Regions from separate parts of the Mus musculus genome. Here region 2 is linked to region 1. The links are chromatin contacts, called in public Hi-C maps. All regions are on one chromosome and are shown on one strand. The core of a region is the stretch at or near the end of the contact, and the rest is flanking DNA. Distances in the headings are between cores, read along the strand shown.

Region 1 (5,215 bases), core at 683-3,182:
GGTTAAATGGTACACCAGCACTCCCCACCTCTTTGCTTTTTTTTTTTTTTAAACAGGCTTTCAACTAAGTTGCCTAGGCTAGATTTGAACTTGGGTTCATCCTGCTTCATCCTCACAAATACTAAGATTTCAGGTTTTCTTGTTCAGCCTCCATGACACTTGTCATGGTTGGAATATCTGATCGTTCTCAAAACTCATCTGATGAAACCCTCCCCCTTGGAGGCGACGGTGTCGCGAGTGTCCTTAGGAGGGGTTGAAGTCATGTGGGCTCCATTCTCACAACTGGGGTTAATGCCCCAATTAGAAAGGCCCGAGCCTGTGTAGTCATACACCCCTGGTACCTCAGGCGTTACAGGCAAAGGCAGATCAAAGCAAGTTCTGCTCCAGCCTTACAAACAGACAGTGTCAACATGGGACTACATGGACATGTACGTTTCTGTATAGCAAAGGAAGCCATCAGCAGAATTAACAGGCAGCCCACAGAATGGGACGAAATCTACCAGCGGCACTTCAGACAAGGGGCTGATAGCCAAAATGTATGAAGGATTGCAGAAATTAAATACCAAGGGAATGAAACTATTTAAAAAAAAAAAGTCTTCAATATCGATAGTCAGATTAAAAGTATTTTAAGATACCTCCTCACCCCCCCTCAGAATGGCTCTCATCAACAAATCTGACAAAAAAAAAAAAAACAACAAAAAACAAAAACCCATTGGAGACATGCAAAAAGAAAGAGCTAAGCGGGGGTGGTGGTACATGCCTTTAATCTCAGCATTTGGGAGGCAAAGGCAGGTGGATATCTGTGAGATCAGCCTGGTCTACAGTCAGAACTGTAGAGAGACTGTGTCTCAAATAAATAAATAAATAAATAGATAAATAAATATGAATACAGATATTGGGAAATTGATTTGGAGACTTCTCAAAAAAATAAAAATAGAACTACACATGATCCAATTATTTCCTTCCCGGGCATATATCCAGAGAACTCGGTGCCCTGCCATAGAGATATTTGTACGCCTGTTTATTGAACTTTATTCACTATAGCAAAGAACTAAGATCAACCTAGTCCATCAAAAGATAGAAAAATATTAAACTCTCGGAACACTTAAGTCATGCAGTTTCAATATTTATTGTAGACTCTCAAAAAATTGTGTCTTAGGGAATAGAGACAGACAGAGGGGCTATCCTGGGTTACATTTGGAGTTCAAGGCAGTTCAGTTTGGGCTATAAAGTGAGTGAGGCCTTGCGTCAAAACAAAAACAAACAAACAAACACCTTTAAAACGGTTTCTTTAAAATGACTTTCTAAGTATGTTTTGTTATTTTATGTGTAATGGTGCTTTGTCAGCATGTTATGTGTGAGCACCCTGTGCATGCCTAGTGATGGCTGAGGCTGGAAGAGGACGCTGGATCCTCTGGGACTGAGTTACAGAGGTTGTGAGCTGCCGTGTCCCCTGCAGGAGCAACTTTGAGTGCCCCGAACCACGCTCCAGCCCACCGTGCTTAGCTCAGGTTGTAGTGCTTAGCTCAGGTTGTAGGAGGTTTCCGGTGCTCCCTCCGTCAGCTTTACCCTCACAGGCCACACAGAAGCCCCTCGCCTCTATCAACAAAGGCAGAATGTGCCCAGGGAAACTGGCCTGGCTGCCAGCCACTGATCCTAGGGTTGAATGGTACTTTCTCAGCTAGGCCTGTTTGTCACTCTGATTCCCACAATGTTCCTTTATCCTGATTGACCACCGAAACGGCTTCTCTGGTACTAGGGTTAGAAGAGATAAATAAATGTGAGGTTGCGCGTGGCAAAAAACCGGAAAGCTGTTTTTTGTTTGTTTGTATGTTTGTTTTTAAATTGCATATGTATGCCCCACCCCCACCCCCCTGTGGCAGGGTTTCACACTAGCTCGGGCTTGCGGGCGGGGAGGGGGGTTAGCGGGAGTCATTCTGTAGCTCAGGTTGGTAGAGAGATTCTCTTACGTAATGGAATTATGGGATTATGAGAGTGAACCATCATGCCTGGCTTTTTTCTTTATTTCTTTACTATTTTTTTAATTTCTGAGAGAGAAAATTCTTGGCAGTCTAGTAAATGTAGCAACAGATGAGATGGGAGCTGGGGGTGGGGGGTGGGGGGGGGAACATGGCGCCTTCCCCAGCCCCCATCTTCTTCCAAAATCGGGTCTTGATTTGTAACACTGGCTGTCCTGGAACTTGCTACGTAGTTCAGAATAGTCTCAAATTCACAGTGTCCTTTAATCATCTTTTTCATCAATAAGAAAAATTTGACCGACCAAGATGCACTTCAGCTTCTTCCGCTTCGTCTCCCCCCACTCCTTCCTTCACCTAGGAACTTGTTCTCGTCCCTATGGCTCCATCTGCTGCTGAGACAAGGAACTGCACATCACCCTTCTCACCAGGACAGTTCAACGCTTCACGAGGGCTGGGAAATAACGCCCCCTGTTGGTGGACTGTCGGACCAGACTCCTCCAGGCTTGAGGAGAAAGTAGCTTTTGCTGCTCGCTGCTGTGTTAAGGACACTCCCAGCTTTCCTTCATCTTATGATGTGTTTAACTAACAACACACACACAGCGTTACAGACACCTTCCTCAATGGCATTGAAGTGTGACGTTCTGGGAAAGGTTTTGATGTTTAAGTGCTAAACCATAGAATTCAAATGCGAAACTTGAATTCTATCCCTACAACCCATACAGAGCAGAAAAAGGAAGCAGACTCTCACCCAAGTTGTTCTGACCTGCACATGTGCACCAAGGCACACATGGCCTACCCCACACACAACTGAAAAGATTTCAACAATGTAAAATCCGAGTCAATGAGCCAGCTTGTCCCGGTGACAAGTGCTCAAGAAAAATGATTGGAAAGAGGAGTTACTTGGCTTATGGTTTCAGATGCAGGGCTGGCTGAACCATTACACTGGACCTGAGCTGAGGCAGAGTATCATGGCAATGGGAGTATGCGAGTGGCACCCATTCTCCAGACTGGGGTCCCACTCACCTGAACCCCTGGGCCAGAGCAAACCCTGTTTCCCCAGTTCTTACACATCTACCCTGATCCATTCCTACTTTGACCCAGACCCCCCCCGCCCCCGCCCCCCCCCCATCAGCTCTCACCTCCTGCCTTAAACCTACTCTATTTGCTGCTTTCTTGTTGTCCTGATAAAATACCACGACCAAAAGCTACCTATGAACAGAATGGTAGAACCAGAGGCACAGAACCCATTGTGTCAAGGGAGCACGGCAGCAAGCTGCAGGTATGGCGGCCTGGGCAGGAAGCTGAGAGCTCACATCTTCAACTGCAAGCACAAAGCAGAGACGGTGAACTGGTAACGCAGTGAGGCTATGTGTAACAGGCCTCCAGACCTTAGCACAACTGACGCCATGAAGGAAGTGCCATTCAGGCCATAAGACTCAGCATGTTGACAGTACCACCCACCAAAACTAAAACAAAGACCTCACCATCAAAGTCTATAGTTCTGGGAATGTCTCTAAATTTATTAACTCTGTTTCTTTTGGCTTCTGTAGTTCTGCTTTTGGCTAACTGAAGTATGTCAACCCAGAACATGGTTTAGAGCTTAAAAGCGCATCCTGAGAGAGACTTGGGGATACAGTGGGGTCTTGGACACCCAGTGTAGTAGCCTGAGGTTAATAAAGACCTTCTATTGGTTTAAACCTTTGACCTAATAGTCTTGTATGAGCTCCCAAAGTTCACCAGAGTCCTGTTTCCAGGGTAGAAACCAAAGCAGTGGATGTAGCTGATGGTTGGAGACTGAGTATGGAGTGGCCCACAGCATAAAGTTGTGTTTTCTTCAGCTATGTCAGCCTCCTTGAATGATCCTAAGCAGAGAAAGCAGTTTAGCCTCTGCTGCTCATCTTGGTAGCAGACTGAGGTTGAGGCCTCACCTTAATACTGACAGGCACTAGGGACTTGGAATGTGTTCTGCTGCAGTGGAAGGCCACAGATATCTCTTCTTGTCCTGGCTTTTGTTTGGGTAGTGTGGTGAAGGAAAGAGGCAGGAGGCTAGCCAGCTCTGTTAGCATCCATCTAGCTCCAGCTGGAACCGCTGTTGCTATAGGCAACCATAGGCTGCCATAGGCATCCCCCTCATCCTCTTCTACCAAGTACCTAGTTCTGCTGTACTCCAAGAGGTCCTGAGTGCTTCCAGGAGTTCAACAGGCATCCTGACACGTGCATAAGCAAACACTTGAACTCCTGTGGAAGCAATTACGGGCAGCGGAGGTGGGCGTGATGGTCTTCTTCAGGGGCACCCACAGTTGTGGGCTCAGCGGACTTGCTTGTTCTTTGTTTGGGAGCCACTTCCGTGTGATGCTGGCAAAGGTTGCACACCGGCAGCTGCCTTTTTCTCTTCCGGCACCTATGGGCTGCGGGTGAAGGGCAAGCATGTTTTTAGGTGCTCTGCCTTCCGGCTCTTGTGGGATCAGGAGGGGAGAGGTCATTTGAATGTTCAGCCCATGTGGAGGAACTGGACAAGCACTTGGGATGGGTTAACAGCCAAAGGCTCCATCACAGGGTACACGCATGGGGATTTCCTGTTATAAGGCTTGGCTTGCAGCTGGCGTTCTGTTGCGTTCTCACAGAGCAATACCATAGTTCACAGGGTTCACGGGGAAGTCATCTGAGAACTGTGTGGGCTGGAAAGAGCATCTCAGATTGTGGGGTAGTGGGCTGCGCACAGACAGCTTCAGTCGAGCAAAGGTCTGGAACCCCGGGGATTCCACTCCGACCCGACTCAGTGCAAAGCGGCTCAGAGTCGCACTCGCTTCACTTCGCCAGAACCCAAGCACCAGTCCTGGCCAGAGATCTCCGTGGAAAGCCTCTGGAATGCAGGCCCACATCAGATGGTATCCCCTTCTATGGAGAACATTCAGAGCATTGCTAGCGAGGGCATAATCTAACAGAAGGCTGACTTACAGATAAAAGAAACCATATTGGTCAGCTGATCACTGAAAGTCCAGAAGTCATGTGAGACATAGAAGTCACCTTTAGTGAGGCAGTTTATATACAATTCCCCCATTTTGTACAGATCTGCTACCTGTCTGCGGGGAGGGGGGGGGATCTAACTATGTAGCCCAGCCTGGCTTGGAACTCACTCTGCAAACCAGATTGGCTTCCACATCCCCCGTGCTGGGATCGAGGGGTCACAACACCACCCTGAGCTCCGTCTGCTCTTTTGGTTAGTTGTATTCCCT
Region 2 (5,215 bases), core at 1,266-3,765, 190 kb before region 1:
TTAAAAATGGTTATTCTAGAAGGAGAATAGAAAATTTAAAACATTTTTTATTCTTATATATTTACTCTTTATAGTTTAATATTATCTGCATTTATCTATATGTCCATACTATTTTAAGTAAGTAAAAATAACAATAAAAATAACTTAGTGGGTACTATTCAACTCTTGCTCTCTCTTTTTAAAGATTTCCTGTCTCTCAGACATTCCACATTATTTGATTAAAAGAAACCAGGCGAAGTTAAACAACTTTGAACTTTCTGAACTTTCTGAGTTGATCAGTGTGAAGTGGAGCCTCTGCCACAGACAAAAAATAAGCTTTATTTGTATATATGTATGTATGTATGTATGTATGTATGCATGCATGTATGTATGTGTGTGTAAGCGAACGAAAGGACAAGTCTATCTGTTTCTTTGTTTGCTTGAATAAGTATCTCATTTTGTAGCTCCGGCTGCTTGGAACCGGTGATCCTCCTGCCTCAGCATCCCAGTGCCGGTCTTACAGATGTGGGTGACCTGCCTGGTTGACCTGAGAGAATTCTTTACTTTAGGAATGCCTGTAGGGCCTCTCCTTCACCTGATGAAATGCAGCCCCAGGGCTGCAGGCTAGGGTCAGGAGCCTATCTCCTGGGTCACACTATCTCCCACCCTAGCCCTGAGCACAGCTTGCTCCATCCAGAGCCTCAAGCCTTGTAATCACTTAGGGGCTTGTTTATGGCTCACTTCTCTGGAACTACTTCCTTCGAACTTTCTTCCTAGATTCCCATAAGTGAACACATCTATATCCATTGTGTTCCATTTTATTTCTATTTATATACAAAGTATGTTTGTGTTGCAGGGTGTGTGTTTGTGTGTATCGTCAGAAATTAGAACACAGTTAACTTATTCTCATTTTGGCATAGCACAGTTTATCCATGTATCAAACATAGAGCAATACCATTTGAGATTAATTAAATGTATTTTTACAGCATTCCTCCTCAAAACCCCCTTAAGCGGAAATCTCTAGTTTCTTTGGAAAGTTAGTTCTGTCAAATGATGTTTTGCTGGGGTGCACAGGTGAAAGGATGTCTTGCTAAACTAAACATGTGAGAAAATGTTTTCCTGAAGCAGACGACGGTGAAAGGAAGTTTTGATATAGCAGACACGTGAAAGGACACTTGAGGAAAGAATGTAAATATGACTCCACAGACAGTGGGGCATGAGCACTGAGCCTTGGTTTGGTTTGCTCTGTCTCCCCATTCTTCATTCACCTTATATAGCGTGGTTGAGCTCAACTCGTGGTAATGCAGCCATTGAGAGAAACTCACCCAAGGACTTCGGTTCCTGCAGCTGCTTGCCACTTTAGCAGCCTTGCCTCAGACCAGTTGGCATTCATGCCCGGTGTCTGCTGGTGGAGAGGACTGGATTGAAGCTGCTAGCTCATGTGTGGCATCTGCCTGCCTATAGGACTGGTCTACAACTGCTGAGTTGTATTTGGTGTTTGCTATGGGACTGAACTGCTGAGAAAGAAGACGGGGATTGCGCCCACCCCCCCCCAAAGAACTATTGCTGAACAGGCCCACTTCCACCATATTCTAATAACTTTTCTTCCACTCTCTCTGCTGGGTGGTAGGTTAGAGAAGAGAATGAACCTTATAATTAAAAGTAGGTTGCAAAAAATTTATGCTACACCTCCCAACTCAGCCATCTTTTTGTTGTTGTTCTTAAATGTGTTATTTGTTCTTTAACAAGTACATATGCATTCAACCTAACTTGATCATAGCCATCTCCCGTCGTCACACACACACACACACAGTTTTTTCCTGACCTGGGGATTAACCACAAGACCTAGGACATAGCAGACAAGTGCTCACCCACAATCTATATCCCTAGATCTTTTATTACTTTTTTGTCTTGAGATAAGGTCTTGCTAACTTTCTCAAGTTGGTCTTAAAATCACTCTGTAGAGGCTGGAAAAATGGCTTAATAGTTGAGTTCCCAGCACCAAATGAGTGACTGGCAAATCTATAACTTCAATTCCAGGGACCCCCCCCCCCATGCCCTTTTCTGGCCTCCATAGGTAGCAGGCACAAATATATGTACACACAAATGGGGGGGGGGGGAAGAACTCCTACACATAAAAGAAAATCAATAGATCTTTTAAATACCCCATTCTATGGGACTGGAGAGATGGCTCGGAGGTTAAAAACAGATCCCAGCACCCACATTAGGTTCCAGTTCCAAGAAATCTAGCATCCTTTCTTGGCCTCTGTGAGCAACCATATATGGCACACACATACTGATATAAAGATAAAATAAAGCAAATTTAAAGGGAAAAAAATAAAACCTCACTCTGTAGCACAGACAAGCCTCAAATTTCTGCCTGCCTGCATCTCAGCATCTCGTAGCTAAGGTGACAGGTTCCTGCAGGAAATATCTGTGTCCTGATCGGCCTCCTCCACCCGCCCTCCTCTGTCCTTCTGCTTTTCTTATCTACGCCGGCTAAGTTTAAGAGGTGACTCATGGAAAGGCCCTTCCTGTGCAGTCAGATAGCAGTCATGATCCTGAGTTCCCTTTACCCAGGGAAAAGTCAGTGCTCAGCAACTCGTCCAATGCACTTCACTACTTCATTTTGGCTGGACCAGACAGGATTTGTTGGTGGCTCGCAGATCATCAGTCCTGGAGCCTTTGGATTCCATCTCAGTGTGCTTGGTAAGAAAACATAGATGAGCCTTATAGTTCATGCTTGGTTTAGCCTGCTGATTATGTACAATGGCTTCAAGTTCCTTATCTTCTGTTTCCTTCTATTCTTTTCCCTAAAACTTTTTTTTTTTTTTTTTGAGAGTCTTACATAGAGCCTTGGATGGTTGGGAACTCACTACATAGACTGGGCTAGCCTTAAACTCACAGAGCTATATCTCCTTCTCCTGCGATTAAAGTTGTACACAATCATATCTGGTTCTTTCCCTAACTTTTGTTTTGTTTTGTTTTGTTTTGTTTTGTTTTGTTTTGTTTTGTTTTGTTTTGTTTTTGTTTTTCGAGACAGGGTTTCTCTGTGTAGCCCTGACTATCCTGGAACTCACTTTGTAGACCAGGCTGGCCTTGAACTCAGAAATCCGCCTGTCTCTGCCTCCCAACTTTCCCAAATTTTTATTTCTCCTGTCTTATCTCCATGTCTACTTTTATTTTTATGTAAATACTATACATTCTATTTATCTTGGCTTTTAATATTTTCATTCTGAAAATAATAATGAATTTATGTTATTTATTCCCCTAGATTATAGATCATGTTTTCTTCCCTTAGTTTTGCTTCTGTAATCATTGATCACATGTACACACATTTATTTTTATGTATATATACACACACACACACACACACACACACACATATATATATGCCCATATGTGGATTCTTCTTCTGTTGCTCTCTGTAACTCTCCCGTTCTTTGAGCTATTCCTTATCAAAATAGCTGGTTCTATCATTCCATAATTATTATTTGATATTTAAATCTAATTTTTACTCATCATAAATACATTTTAGTTTCAGGTTTTTTTTTAATTACTCTGGCCAACTCAATCCTGAAATCTTTATAAAAAACTTAAACATAGAGGGTTTTTGTTTGGTTTGGTTTTGGGGGGGGGTTGCTCAGAACTTGGGGAAATGTAATGTGGTCTTGTCCTGGATGACTTTTAGGGTGTGAGCTTTCAAGGAAGATCATTTGTGATATTTAAACTATTCCTCACAGCACGGAACTCAGTTGCTCTTACATTGGAATGTTTTCCTTTCAACTTCTGTTATTTTAAATCGCTATGTCCACTTTATTATCGAGACCACAGTTTCTCAGTCATGTGATCCCTGCAGTAAAAAAGAACAGTAACCTAGGCGTTATTAGGTGAGTAGCTGGGGCTCTCCCCGGCTGCGGTCACGTGAAAGCCACGTCATCTCCAGAATCTCAGCATCAAAAGCTGCACAGCGAGGGATGTCTGTGGGTTGCTCTGTTCCTAGCAGTCTCTGGGTGGGCTTTGCTCTCAGCATCTTAGGATGGTACGCATTGAGGTTGGAATGGGACACTAGATCCGAGTTCTTGCCGTTCACATAAGGGAATGGTAGGACTTGAAAAAGACAGAGACCAGAGTGGGTATCGTTTCTCCTTTTCTTCTTATTCTGTTGTTATCCTAACTTCTGCTTACCGCATAAGACTTGTCACAAACTTTTGTCAAGTTCAGCAGAATCGCTTCCAAATGTCCCAGCTTCCATTTAAAAACAAGCAAACCAAAAAATCAAATCAAATCAAATAAATAAAAATGGAGGAGGCTGAAGAGATGATCGGTGGTTGGGAGCAGTGGCTGCGCTTCCAGAACCCTGCTCTACCAGGGTTCAAGTCCCAGCACCTACATGGCAGCTCACAACTGTCTGTAACTCCAGTTCCAGGAAATCTGACACCATCCCACAGACACGCATGCAAGCAAAACAGCAACACACATAAAATGAAAATTAATCATTTTTAAAGATATAAACTGTTACTACATCCAGTAATGTTTGGGAATTTAAAATCAAGAGAGAAATTTAGAAGAGACAGCATAGGAATTAAGAAGCCATATGGGAAAAAAATAAAATGGCTAAAGACTAATATTTTTAATGTAATTGAAAATGAAAAAATTAAACCCGAAAGGTAAGCATCCCCCTGGCCGTGGGGGTACATGCGTTGTAATCCCAACATTTGGTAGACTGAGGCAGAAGATCTCCAGTTTGAGGCCAGCCTGGTCTATATAATCTAACTTCATCTCAGAAAAAAACAAAAGAAAAAAAAAGTGACCCTTGATCCATATGCTAAATGATATGGAAGAGGCATTTGTAAACAGGTCTTGTCTTTACCATCACACAGTTTAGGGCCACTATAAAAATTACAACCTAAGATTACATGTGCCTCCTCATAGGACATGTCAGAAAAAAATCAACCACACACTTCTACATTCATGTACATGAGTCAGCACACACATGTACAAGTGAGAGACCAAAGAATCAGTTTCTTCGAGGATTATAAGAGACTGTTTTAGATATAGTGCATTGAGGTTAACCTTGAGGAGTAAGTATTTTAATGGGTAGAATTTTAGTGTAGGGCATGGAAGAAGCCATTCTAGGGGCGTATTTCTAAGTGGAAACCATTAGCCCTGCTTAGGAATATAAAGCAGCATTGATCTGAAGGGATGAGACGTGGGCAGAAAGGATGCATTTGTC

The links. A called contact is a pair of places that touch in the nucleus more often than the background predicts.
Region 2: a Hi-C map of embryonic stem cells shows a contact between it and region 1, with 2.7 times the contacts expected there. The contact joins the promoter of C3ar1 here to the enhancer-like site in region 1. A contact is called at or near these places in 1 of 15 datasets of contacts at CTCF or cohesin (embryonic stem cells), 12 of 484 Hi-C or Micro-C datasets (Sertoli cells, cerebral cortex, cortical neurons and 6 more), 4 of 115 datasets of contacts at active chromatin or transcription factors (embryonic stem cells and pancreatic cancer cells) and 4 of 9 other capture datasets (adipose tissue, embryonic stem cells, liver and 1 more).

The regions. Positions count from the first base shown.
Region 1 is chr6:122,666,783-122,671,997 of GRCm38.p6, reverse strand. No RefSeq gene overlaps it. Among named protein-coding and RNA genes, the nearest start is that of Nanog, 38 kb to the left of the region's middle. Within about 2 kb of position 1,932, at least 65 of the 459 cell types and tissues checked have an H3K27ac peak or open chromatin away from gene starts, as enhancers often do. A contact at or near this core is called in adipose tissue, cerebral cortex, cortical neurons and 1 more, where this site is marked.
Region 2 is chr6:122,853,457-122,858,671 of GRCm38.p6, reverse strand. C3ar1 (complement component 3a receptor 1) reads left to right here and starts at 2,515. Exons shown (of 2, transcript NM_009779.2): 1 at 2,515-2,688.